3 separate regions of the Sus scrofa genome follow, and regions 1 and 2 are each linked to region 3. Evidence: chromatin contacts called from public Hi-C and promoter capture Hi-C data. All regions are on one chromosome and are shown on one strand. Each heading gives the region's core, a stretch centred on a gene start, on an enhancer-like site or on the middle of the called end of the contact. The rest is flanking DNA. Distances are from core to core; before and after follow the strand shown. Region 1 holds the start of BCCIP (BRCA2 and CDKN1A-interacting protein). Region 2 holds the start of EDRF1 (erythroid differentiation-related factor 1). Region 3 holds the start of ABRAXAS2 (BRISC complex subunit Abro1).

The links. Promoter capture Hi-C pulls out the DNA fragments that hold promoters and counts their contacts. Hi-C and Micro-C count contacts between places; a contact is called where the count stands out from the background.
Region 1: a contact with region 3 is called in a Hi-C map of liver, with 8 times the contacts expected there. The contact joins the promoter of BCCIP here to the promoter of ABRAXAS2 in region 3. A contact is called at or near these places in 1 of 5 promoter capture datasets (liver) and 1 of 47 Hi-C or Micro-C datasets (liver).
Region 2: a contact with region 3 is called in a promoter capture Hi-C map of liver, with 4 times the contacts expected there. The contact joins the promoter of EDRF1 here to the promoter of ABRAXAS2 in region 3. A contact is called at or near these places in 2 of 5 promoter capture datasets (fetal skeletal muscle and liver) and 1 of 47 Hi-C or Micro-C datasets (heart right ventricle).

What each region holds. Positions count from the first base shown.
Region 1 is chr14:135,129,859-135,132,895 of Sscrofa11.1, forward strand. BCCIP (BRCA2 and CDKN1A-interacting protein) reads left to right here and starts at 1,470. Exons shown (of 8, transcript XM_001926083.6): 1 at 1,470-1,590; 2 at 1,593-1,657. The coding sequence starts at 1,509. It overlaps UROS (uroporphyrinogen III synthase), which reads right to left and starts at 1,211. Exons shown (of 10, transcript NM_001244365.1): 1 at 986-1,211. The coding sequence starts at 1,017.
Region 2 is chr14:135,040,774-135,043,868 of Sscrofa11.1, forward strand. EDRF1 (erythroid differentiation-related factor 1) reads left to right here and starts at 1,309. Exons shown (of 25, transcript XM_005671561.3): 1 at 1,309-1,547; 2 at 2,618-2,826. The coding sequence starts at 1,440.
Region 3 is chr14:134,153,922-134,157,101 of Sscrofa11.1, forward strand. It overlaps ABRAXAS2 (BRISC complex subunit Abro1), which reads left to right and starts at 1,760. Exons shown (of 11, transcript XM_021073619.1): 1 at 1,760-1,934; 2 at 2,836-3,180. EEF1AKMT2 (protein-lysine N-methyltransferase METTL10) reads right to left here and starts at 745. Exons shown (of 7, transcript XM_013983843.2): 1 at 585-745. The coding sequence starts at 691.

The sequences.
Region 1 (3,037 bases), core at 220-2,719, 980 kb after region 3:
GACAGAGAGAAAAAAAGGAAAGCTATAGAGCTTACTCCCAGAAAGTGGATGACTTCTCTAATGAGTGACTTTCTTTCCAAATAAAAAAATATATATTTTTTTGTCTTTTTGCCATTTCTTGGGCTGCTCCGGCGGCATATGGAGGTTCCCAGGCTAGGGGTCCAATCAGAGCTGTAGCTGCCAGCCTACGCCTGAGCCACAGCAACGCAGGATCTGAGCCGTGTCTGCAACCTACACCACAGCTCACAGCAATACTGGATCCTTAACCCACTGAGCAAGGCCAGGGATCGAACCCGCAGCCTCATGGTTCCCAGTCGTATTCGTTAACCACTGAGCTTCCACAGGAACTCCCCAAATAAAATTCTTTACAACAGGCTGCTGTATAAACCTGACCTGTAGATGAATTTTATTTGGCACAAGTTTTACAATTCAAGTTACTTTTTTTCCCCCTAAAAATCCAGAACTCCAGGTTCTCTTGAAATGTAAGAACTGACAACACTAGGCAGCATTTCCACTTGACCACCAGGGATCAGCTGCCAGGAGCACACCCCCTCGTTTGCCAGACTCCCCATCCACTCTCTTCCTTTACTATAGGCTCAGATCTGTAATGTGGATATTCCCACTGGCCCTTGAGCATTTAATGTTGATCACCAATTTTAAAAAAACTTCCAGGTCAAGAAATGCGCTTAAGGAGGGTGGGCTGGCAACAGGCATTAGGGTGGGATTCATTCCAAGGTTGTGCCAACGACTACGTGTGGGGGGATCCCCGTAGGGCCTTGCTTGAGCCAGGCTTGGGGGCATCTGCGCGCATCAGGCGACCTTCCATTCGGGGCCGACTACTGTCCCTGGACAGCACCCAGCACCCAGGCCAGCAGCGGCCTCGGGGTTCCAGCCCGACCTGTCACGCACAGGCTAGCGCAGCAGGCGGGCCCCCGCGTGTCCCAGGGACTCCGTCCTCGTTGGTACCGTGCGCAGCGACACCTACCTCGCCGGGCAAGTGAAGCACTCGGCAGGCATCCAGTCGGGGGCAGAATCTCAGGGTTCCCGCCCGCAGGCAGCGAGCCCGCCGGACAGACCAGTCCGGGGGTCGGCCCCTTCACCACGTGGCTTCCGCTGCCATGGCGACGGCCCACGCCGGGCCCCCAGCACCAGCGCCAGCGCCAGCTCCAGGGGTCGCGGAGCCGGCGCACCGCTCAGCTGAAGCTCGCGCATGCGCACCAACACGTAAGCCCGGGAGCCCGAGCGGAGATGGGTCGAACCACTGCGGGAAAGGGAGAGGGAGTCGTGGAAAGGCGTGAGGCTGGATGGAAGGAAGACGAAAAGGCCAAGACAGGGCCCTGAGTTGGACCTGACTCTAAGGTTTCAGGGCTGTGCAAGCTACCAGGGCAGGGGGATTGACACCGCCTCAGCGCCGAGGTTCTTCGTGATCTCCCACCCCCTCGGCTTGTGTGGGTGGGTCCGGAAGGGCGGGCGCGCGGAAGGGGCGCAGGCGCAGGGAGGCCGGCAACATGGCGTCCAGGCCCAAGCGGCGCGCCGTGGGCAATGGGTCTCCTGCTCCGCGCGATGAGGAGGAGGAGGAGGATGAAGTCGAGGGGAGGATGAAGACGATGAAGACAGTGACGAAGGCGAGGATGAAGAGGACGAGATCATCAATGAGGTGAGACGCATACGCGGCCCCGTCTGGCTTACATCTGGGAAAAAACCTTTCGGCAGCCGAAGCCGTGTGAATGTCTGCGCTGCTTCAAGTAGCAGCTGCCCCGCACCTGAGGGTCCTTAAGCAGAGGCTGCGGGTGGGAAAAAGTTCTCGCTTCGTTCTTCCCCACGCTCTAGCCGCAGTGTGGGTCCTGCTCCGGCCAGCGCGGTCCCTCCTACCGCCGCGACACCATCCTCCCCGCTGGCTTTCGTTGGTTTCACACTAACATCCCGAATCCTCTGGGGTCGCTCAGGGCCCCGGGCCCACCCTCTGACCTCCCCGCAGCCACTCAGCCTGGTTCCCCGGTGCCTGCCTCCCTCACCACGGCCTTCGGTCCGTTTCTCGAAGGCACGTCTCCTGCTCCTCCACGCGCTGCCTAAGCTGTCATTTCTGCCCCTCAAGCCAAGTCCTGGGGATCCATTCTCATAGAACTGGGAGCTGCCATAGACCCCCCGATATTTGTTTAATGAATAACTAGGACTGAATGATCTTGACGACCACAGGATGTCTAACAGTACTGCAGACATCACATGTCCAAGGCAGAATTTGAAACTTATGCCCCTGCTCTTAATCATTGCCATGTCTGTAAATGTTAGAAAACTAGGTTCGCCTTTTGGTAGGTGTGGGACCAGTAGACACAACCAAGCCAAAAATGGGGAGAAGGAAGGATTTATTAGTATTTGCATCAAATGAGGAGAACTTGGGGATCTTCCTTAAAGCTGTGTCTTCTGGGACTGCAAAATTGGAAAGTTTTAAGTTAAGGGTACATGCATATTCATGAAGGAGCTTGCACAGAGGAGAATAATGCATAGAATCGGGGCAAAAGTCAAGAAAGTCCACGTCTTTGCTGAAGTCTGGAGGGTCAACCTCACCTTTCCATCCTGGGGGTGGGGGGGAGGCGGCTTAGTTCCTGCAGAGCTCAAAGGTATTGCTGTGTAGATCCCTTGAGGAGGAACTGGGACTCTCCTTTATCCCTGCACTAGTCTCTGGCTGCCTTTTCTTTCTTCCTGCATTCTATTCCCCTAGGATCATGAGTTACTGAGACCTGTTAGGGCAGGCATTGTGGCCTGGCTTTGTCACAAAATGGCTTAAGCCAAAATGGCTTCTCTCATGTCATGCTTGGTTCTCCTTCTCTGGGGACCCTCTAACCTCTCTACTTACATAAATCCCCAAGTTCAGCAGTTGCTCAAATCCAAAACCTGAAGCTTTCATTCCTTTCCTTTCCTCGTCCCACATCGGTGACTCCCTTCATTTTAGCTTTACCTTCCGTGTCCCGACGTTTCTCATCAGTGGTCCAGCAGCAGTCACAGTCCACACGTCCACCATCTGGACTTCTCTAGTAAC
Region 2 (3,095 bases), core at 59-2,558, 890 kb after region 3:
TACTCAAAATAGACATAACCGTACATCCTAATTAGATATCCTGATATCCAAATATCCCAACGTTAGATATCTGTGTTCAACTTTTTGCTATAATGTAAAATAACGTGTTGCTTGCAAAAAAAAAGTACTGACTTCAAAAATACAAAATAATGTAAATACCAAAACGAACACGTGTCTACAAGACGTGCTATTAAATTGTTGGTAAATGCAGTTTGTAAAAATGTTTTGTTACATTTGAAAACAATTTGAGTCTGCTGTCACAAGCACTTCCAAATATGAATATAATTAGTAGTTATCAAAGCCTAATGTCTATTACAAACCGAGATAGTCAAATAACTGCAAAGGCAAAATTAATTTTAAAAAATCCTCAATATTTTACAGCAAAACAAAACAGGCATTTTTATAATGGATGTGATGGCATTTAACTACGCTTGACCTGATCTTGGCTGTGAGCTCGGAGAATAAGAGCGCCTAGTACCTTCAAAGCTTTAAGCCGTCCTTGGCTGTTTTTCTACCTCTTCGCTACTCAAAACACTGGCATCATATCCTAGGGAATCTAGGAATCTCAGGCCCCTCCCAGACTAACTGAAACAGAATCTTCAGGTCACCTGGATCCCCAGCCTTTTCCCCAGCACTTTAAGGCTGGAGAAATCCCTGGATCAATGGAATGAATGCCTTTTGCTAGTTCCCTGGGGGCCTGACAAACGGCGGGAGCACTTCCGTTGACGCTCCGCGAGTCACTAAGCGGCAAATCGCACCTTCGGTGGTGCCACCCCCTCTGAAGTCCAGCCCTTCAGCAAAGGCGGCGGGCCTCCTCGGCGCCGTCCTCTCCACGGAGCCCCGGCCCCCCGCACGCATTGTGATGCGCGGACAGGACTCCGAGTCCGGGTGAGCTGGAGTCTCGACCGCCATCACCTGGGCCTGTCTTCCCTTCCTGGGCCTGTGAGCCCGTCTGTAAACGAAGGGGACGCTGAAAGCTGGAGGGACGAGCGCTAGGACTTCACTACTTTAAAAAACGGGAGCCGCGGGTTACACCTACGGGGGCTTTTCCCCCGCCGACACAGGGAGAACCTCCGCGGCACTGCCGCGGCCTCGCGCCCAGGCCCGCAGAACTGTTTGCCAACAAAGACCCGCGTGCAAGGGGTGGAGCCTGAGAGTCAGATCACGCGGGAGGCAGTTCCCCGAACACTCTGACAGACGCAGGCGCACTACAGTTCCCGCGCCCGCCGCGAAGGTGGGCTCTGTCGGGGGAGGCCGGGCCGGGCCTCAGGCACAAAGATCGCGAGATTTGAATACGTCAGCACCACCTCTTCCTGTCAGAGGCCGGAAGTGCAGGGTGTCTCCGGCGCTTGCTTTACGGTGCTGCCGCGCCGCCGGGCCGCGGAACGTGCTGGGGCTTCTCGGCTTGAGCTTTGCCTCGCCTGCCCCGGACGGAGGTGATGGGGGACTCTAAGGAGGCCGTGGCTGAGGCTCCGCCGATTGGGGCCACTGCTCGGGACGGGCTCAGCCTCCTGTCCCAAGGAGAGACGGAGGAACCTTCTGCACAGGTGAGTCTGCCGCGGGGCGGGGCGGGACCTGCAGGGCTCGGGGGCTGCGGGCCGCTCGGCCGGGGAGGGATGTCACGGTTCCCAGCGGCTCCTGGAGCCTTTTCCACCCCTCCCGGACGGCCCCCAAAACGGAGTGGAAGTCCGAGTGCTTGTCGACAATTATTGAGGCATTTACTTGCAAGTCATTCGTGTCAGAAGCAGTCCTGGCTTCTCACTCGGTGGTAACCGACGGGTGAGTTAGACGCGATCTCTGCTGTCAGGGAGCGCGTATGTAAATATGTGGTTCCAAAATTGGCAGACTTGCAAGCTGGAGGGAGAAGGGAGCGCGCTGACCGAGACTGAGCCAGTGTTTGAAGTGTGCGGAGTGTTGGCCAGGCCACAAAGGGACAGCGTGAAAGAAGGTTGGAAGAGATATCTCAGACCCTGAGCTTTCTTGGGGGTGTGCAAGTGAAATCTGTGTCGTTTCCCCAGTGATTTGCTATGAAGTTAGACGTTCAGAGTATTTGTGCAATAAACTCATCAGGTATTAAACTCTTACTTAGAAACAGAAAAGGCCCAGGTATCTTACTGCAAGCTACTTTCCAAATGATGTATGTTATTGAAATTAAAATGCATGTTGAATAAATGTGGCATTTTGTTAACATGCTACTATTGACTCCTTGGTTTCTGTCTCTACACTTTCTATGAATCAGTTTTAAAAGTTAGTGTGAGAAAATGTATACATGTATGTGTGCCTGGGTCACCTTGCCGTGCAGTAGGAAATTGACAGAATACTGCAAACCAGCTATAATGGAAAAAATAACAATCATTTAGAAAATAAAGTGAGGTTGGTTGGCCTGCTTTTGCTAGATTGTAACCATAGTCATCACACTCCTTGGCTCATCTTTTTTGAAATGATGTGAAGAAGAGCAAAGCAAACTGTACAGTTTATGCTCACGTTTATTAAGTGCTCTTCGTGGTAGTGGCCTGTGTTCTTAGCAGCCTGATGTGGTGTCTGGTTTTCTTTTTATAAAGATGGGGTTTTCATTCTTAGTGGTGTTGATTCAAGTTCCACGTCATATGTTAATCAGGGATCAGCTTTATTTCTCGGCGGCAATGAAGTGAAGAGCCGAGCAGTGGTGAAGTACTCCTCTGCCCCGCCTCGGACGGCATTTGCGCGCCTGGAAGAGAAGACAGACTTGAAACTCCCACCTGCCAACTGGCTCCGAGAGAGTGCCAAACTCGGACCGGCAGGAACTACCATTCTTGGCAATAGTAAGAAAAGCAAGCCATTTTCAAGGTAAATATTAACTGATGGCATTTTCACCTGTCCCTCAAACCTCCCCCTTAAAACTCTTTATACCTGCTCTGCAGTTTAATTCGTAATGCCCATCAACTGGCCAAGATTTAGCTTTAGAAAAAGATCATGTTTGACTTTGAAAGTCCTCCCCCCCATAACAGGATTCTGTCATAACATGAAGATAACAGTTGCATGTTTATTTCAAGTCTATGTGGTGTTATTAATTAACAAGGATGAGTTTTGACCACGAAAATTCAATCAGCTGTTTT
Region 3 (3,180 bases), core at 510-3,009:
CATCTCTCTAGAACCCCCCCCAAGTTACCTCTCACCATTGCCTTTTCCCACCGTCATGCATTCACCCGTCTACTAACCCATTAAATACTTACTGAGCGTCCGTCTTGGGTCAGGTCACTTTCTCCCAGCCCGAGATATGCCCACTGTCCTCTCTCCTTCCTCAGGCCATCCCCCCACTCCCCACTCTTCCAGCCTCCGTGTCCCTGCCCTCGTCCCCTTAACCTTTTCAGCCCCCTTGGCTGCGCAGTTCTCCCCCGGTCTCCAACCACCGCCCACCAGCCCGAATCGCCAGGCCGGCTCCCTCTCCCTTTCCCCAGGCTGGGCCCGAAGACCCAAGACCCCTAAAAAGCCTCCCCAGGAGCTCAGAGTCCATACGGCAGCCCACGAAGCCCGCAGACGTCAGCTCCCGAGGTGCTTCCTGACCCACCCAGCGCGGCCCCTCGGGAGCCCAGCCCTGCCATCCCGGGCCCTCGCCCAGGGCGGCCCTTTGGGCTCCTCTCGCCACGCCCCCCGGGCTCGCCCCGTCCTCCGCGGCCCCATCCAGACAGCGCCGCTCACCCTCCCCGGCCCTGCGCCACACTCACTGCTCTCGGGTCCCCAGCGCCGACGGGGCAAAGCCATCCCCTCCGGGACTGCCCCCCGGGGACCGCGCTGATGCCCCATCGCCGCCGCCGTCCGCGCCCTCGCTCATTGCGCTCGGCGCCCCGGACGGCCGTTGGGACCGCCATAGAGACGAGGCGCGGGCAGAGCGGACGGGCGGGCTGGCGCCTCTAGGAGGCGGGAGGCCGCGCTCTCTACTGCTCCCGGCCCCCGCGGGGGTCGGCCGTCCTTCCGCGCCTTTCCCAGCGCCGCCGGGGTCTAGAGCGCCCGGTCCCAAGCCCAGGCGTGGGCGGGGCGGGGCCTCGCCTTGGTCCCCACTCTCACTCCAGCCGGCGTCAGGTGCACCCCGTTCCTTGAGGTGCCCGCCTAAACGCTACCGTATTTGGGGCGCCCCCGGGGGGGGGTGTTGTTTGTAAGGGGCCACTCCAAGCATTGCGTTTTGGAGAAAAGCTGGCGGTGGGGGAGCCATACCGAATATAATCCGACACTGCTCCCCCCAAAGGTGCAGATCACCTCCTCTCTCCACGTCGTGGGCAAATCTGAAGAGTGGGTGGGACAGTCCGTCGCATTATTTGGCTTTCCGGTCAAAGGCTAATTCCATTTGCGGCTGGCATCCTGCCTCGAAAACAGCACTCTGGCCTCTTCTGACTTGACGTCACTCGTGGACAAGGGAATTTATGCCTGGTGAAATGAATGCTCTAGACACCCGCCCCACTCCCGCCTCGCATAAGTAGGCCAGTCATGGGTTTCAGAGTGCTTAGTGAAGAAAGAACTCGGAGAGTCAAGATGCCTGTCTCAGCTCTGCCCCTAACCAGGCATCCAGCCCTATCCAAGAGGCTTAGGCCTCACTTCTGTGTGCCTCGATTTCTTCACCTGCACCTTGCTGCCCCTGCACTGGTGACTGCTTCCCACCAGTGAACCTGAGAGGTATCTGCTTTTTGGTGGGACTGATACTGGAAGTTCGGTAGCATAATCCCAGGGGTCTTAGGGGCCAAAGGTCTGAGGGGAACTTCTGTAGCAGCAAAGACATACTGGTAGTCCAAAGTCCTAGGCAAGACTCTCAAAGGGCCCTAACTAGGCTGCCTTCCAACCAAAACCATGTTTCCTAGGCCACGTTTCTGTTGACATAGCAGAGAGAAGCCCAGTAACAAGTCCCTGGAGGTAAGCGGCATCAACAGTTGCCTTTCCAGCTCATGGAATCCCGATTCGGACTGCATGTGCATCTCCTCTGATGCAAGACGTTCCAAGATCTTCAGGCAACCGCTGATGATAGAATATGGTAAAAGACAGATGGGAGCCTATGTGTGTAGTGATTAAAGAACTCGAGAAAGTGCGTAAGTAACCTTATTACAGAGAAATAAAACCACCCGATGCCACAGTCAATTAGTGCTGCCCTGAGTGAATGGTTGTTGTGATCTTTCCTAGACGCGCTGCTAGAGAGAATAGGCTGGAATGTGACTGAGTGCGTCTTACAAAAGTGTTAGGTTCTAATGAAGAAGCACCCATGAAAGATAAGGCTGTCTTCAATCTGATGTCTTGCCAACACTTAAGATGTTTTTGCTGTGTGTGATAAACGCTATAAACAGTTGTTGGTATGGAGCCCTGGAAAAAAACCACAGTTTATACAGAATTCCTTCTCTGGCTCCAGGATTCCTCTGGCTGTTTAGTCCTGAAGGTTGTGTGGGGCACCATCTCTGATCTCCCAGGGCAACAGATTCTTGGTTGGGGTGGAGAAACTCTATCCCAGCAGAGCTGCCCATCACCAGGGAGAAGCTGGAATGTGCCAAGGAACACGGTCCCTCCCACTCGGTGCCCATTACATGAGTCAAGGGGGAAGCACTGAGAGTACACTGGGTTGCCTGTCTCCCTCTCACTCCACCAATCCCTGCAGCCCGGAACCCTGCGCACCTACAACTTCTCTGAAACTGTGCTTTTGGGAGTTCTCAGCCGCTTCCCAATTGGCAAAATGACAGTCAAGTTCCAGGCAATCCCAGTTAGGGTCATAATGGAAGCATCCTCTGAAAAGGTAGCATGGAGTGAAAACCTAAAAGAGTTTGTCACAGGTTGTGTTCCTGGGGAGCAGAGTGTAAGACCAAGCAGGAGGAAGTTTATTAGGGTGTGCTCTCAAGATCCCCACCTACTGGGGAAGGGAGAGAAGCAGGGTTAGACAGAGGAAGTACTTAGACTGGGGTATGGTTACAACAGAGCCTCAGCTAACACCCTCTCCCCTGACAGAGCCCTGGGAAGCCAGAGTGATCCTTTGGAATTTTGAAGTTTGATTGAAGGAGCTGGGTCTTTATTCGTCGGCATTGACCAGGCATTGAATGCCTGTTTGCTCAGAACAGGAGAATTGATCTTGGGTGATGAGACTCTTCCTCTAAAGGTAATTCCAAACGCCCCAACAGCTGGGATAATAACTCAATCAGTCCCGTACGGGGCTGTCTGGGTCCCACGTCACCAAATCTAGAGCAGAGATCATGGCACAAACATTGCAGCTTTCTGGGAGAAGAGCATTCCAGGCAAAGACAACAGTGAGTGCAAAGCCCCTGAGGTAGAATGAGACAGGAATATCTGGGAAGC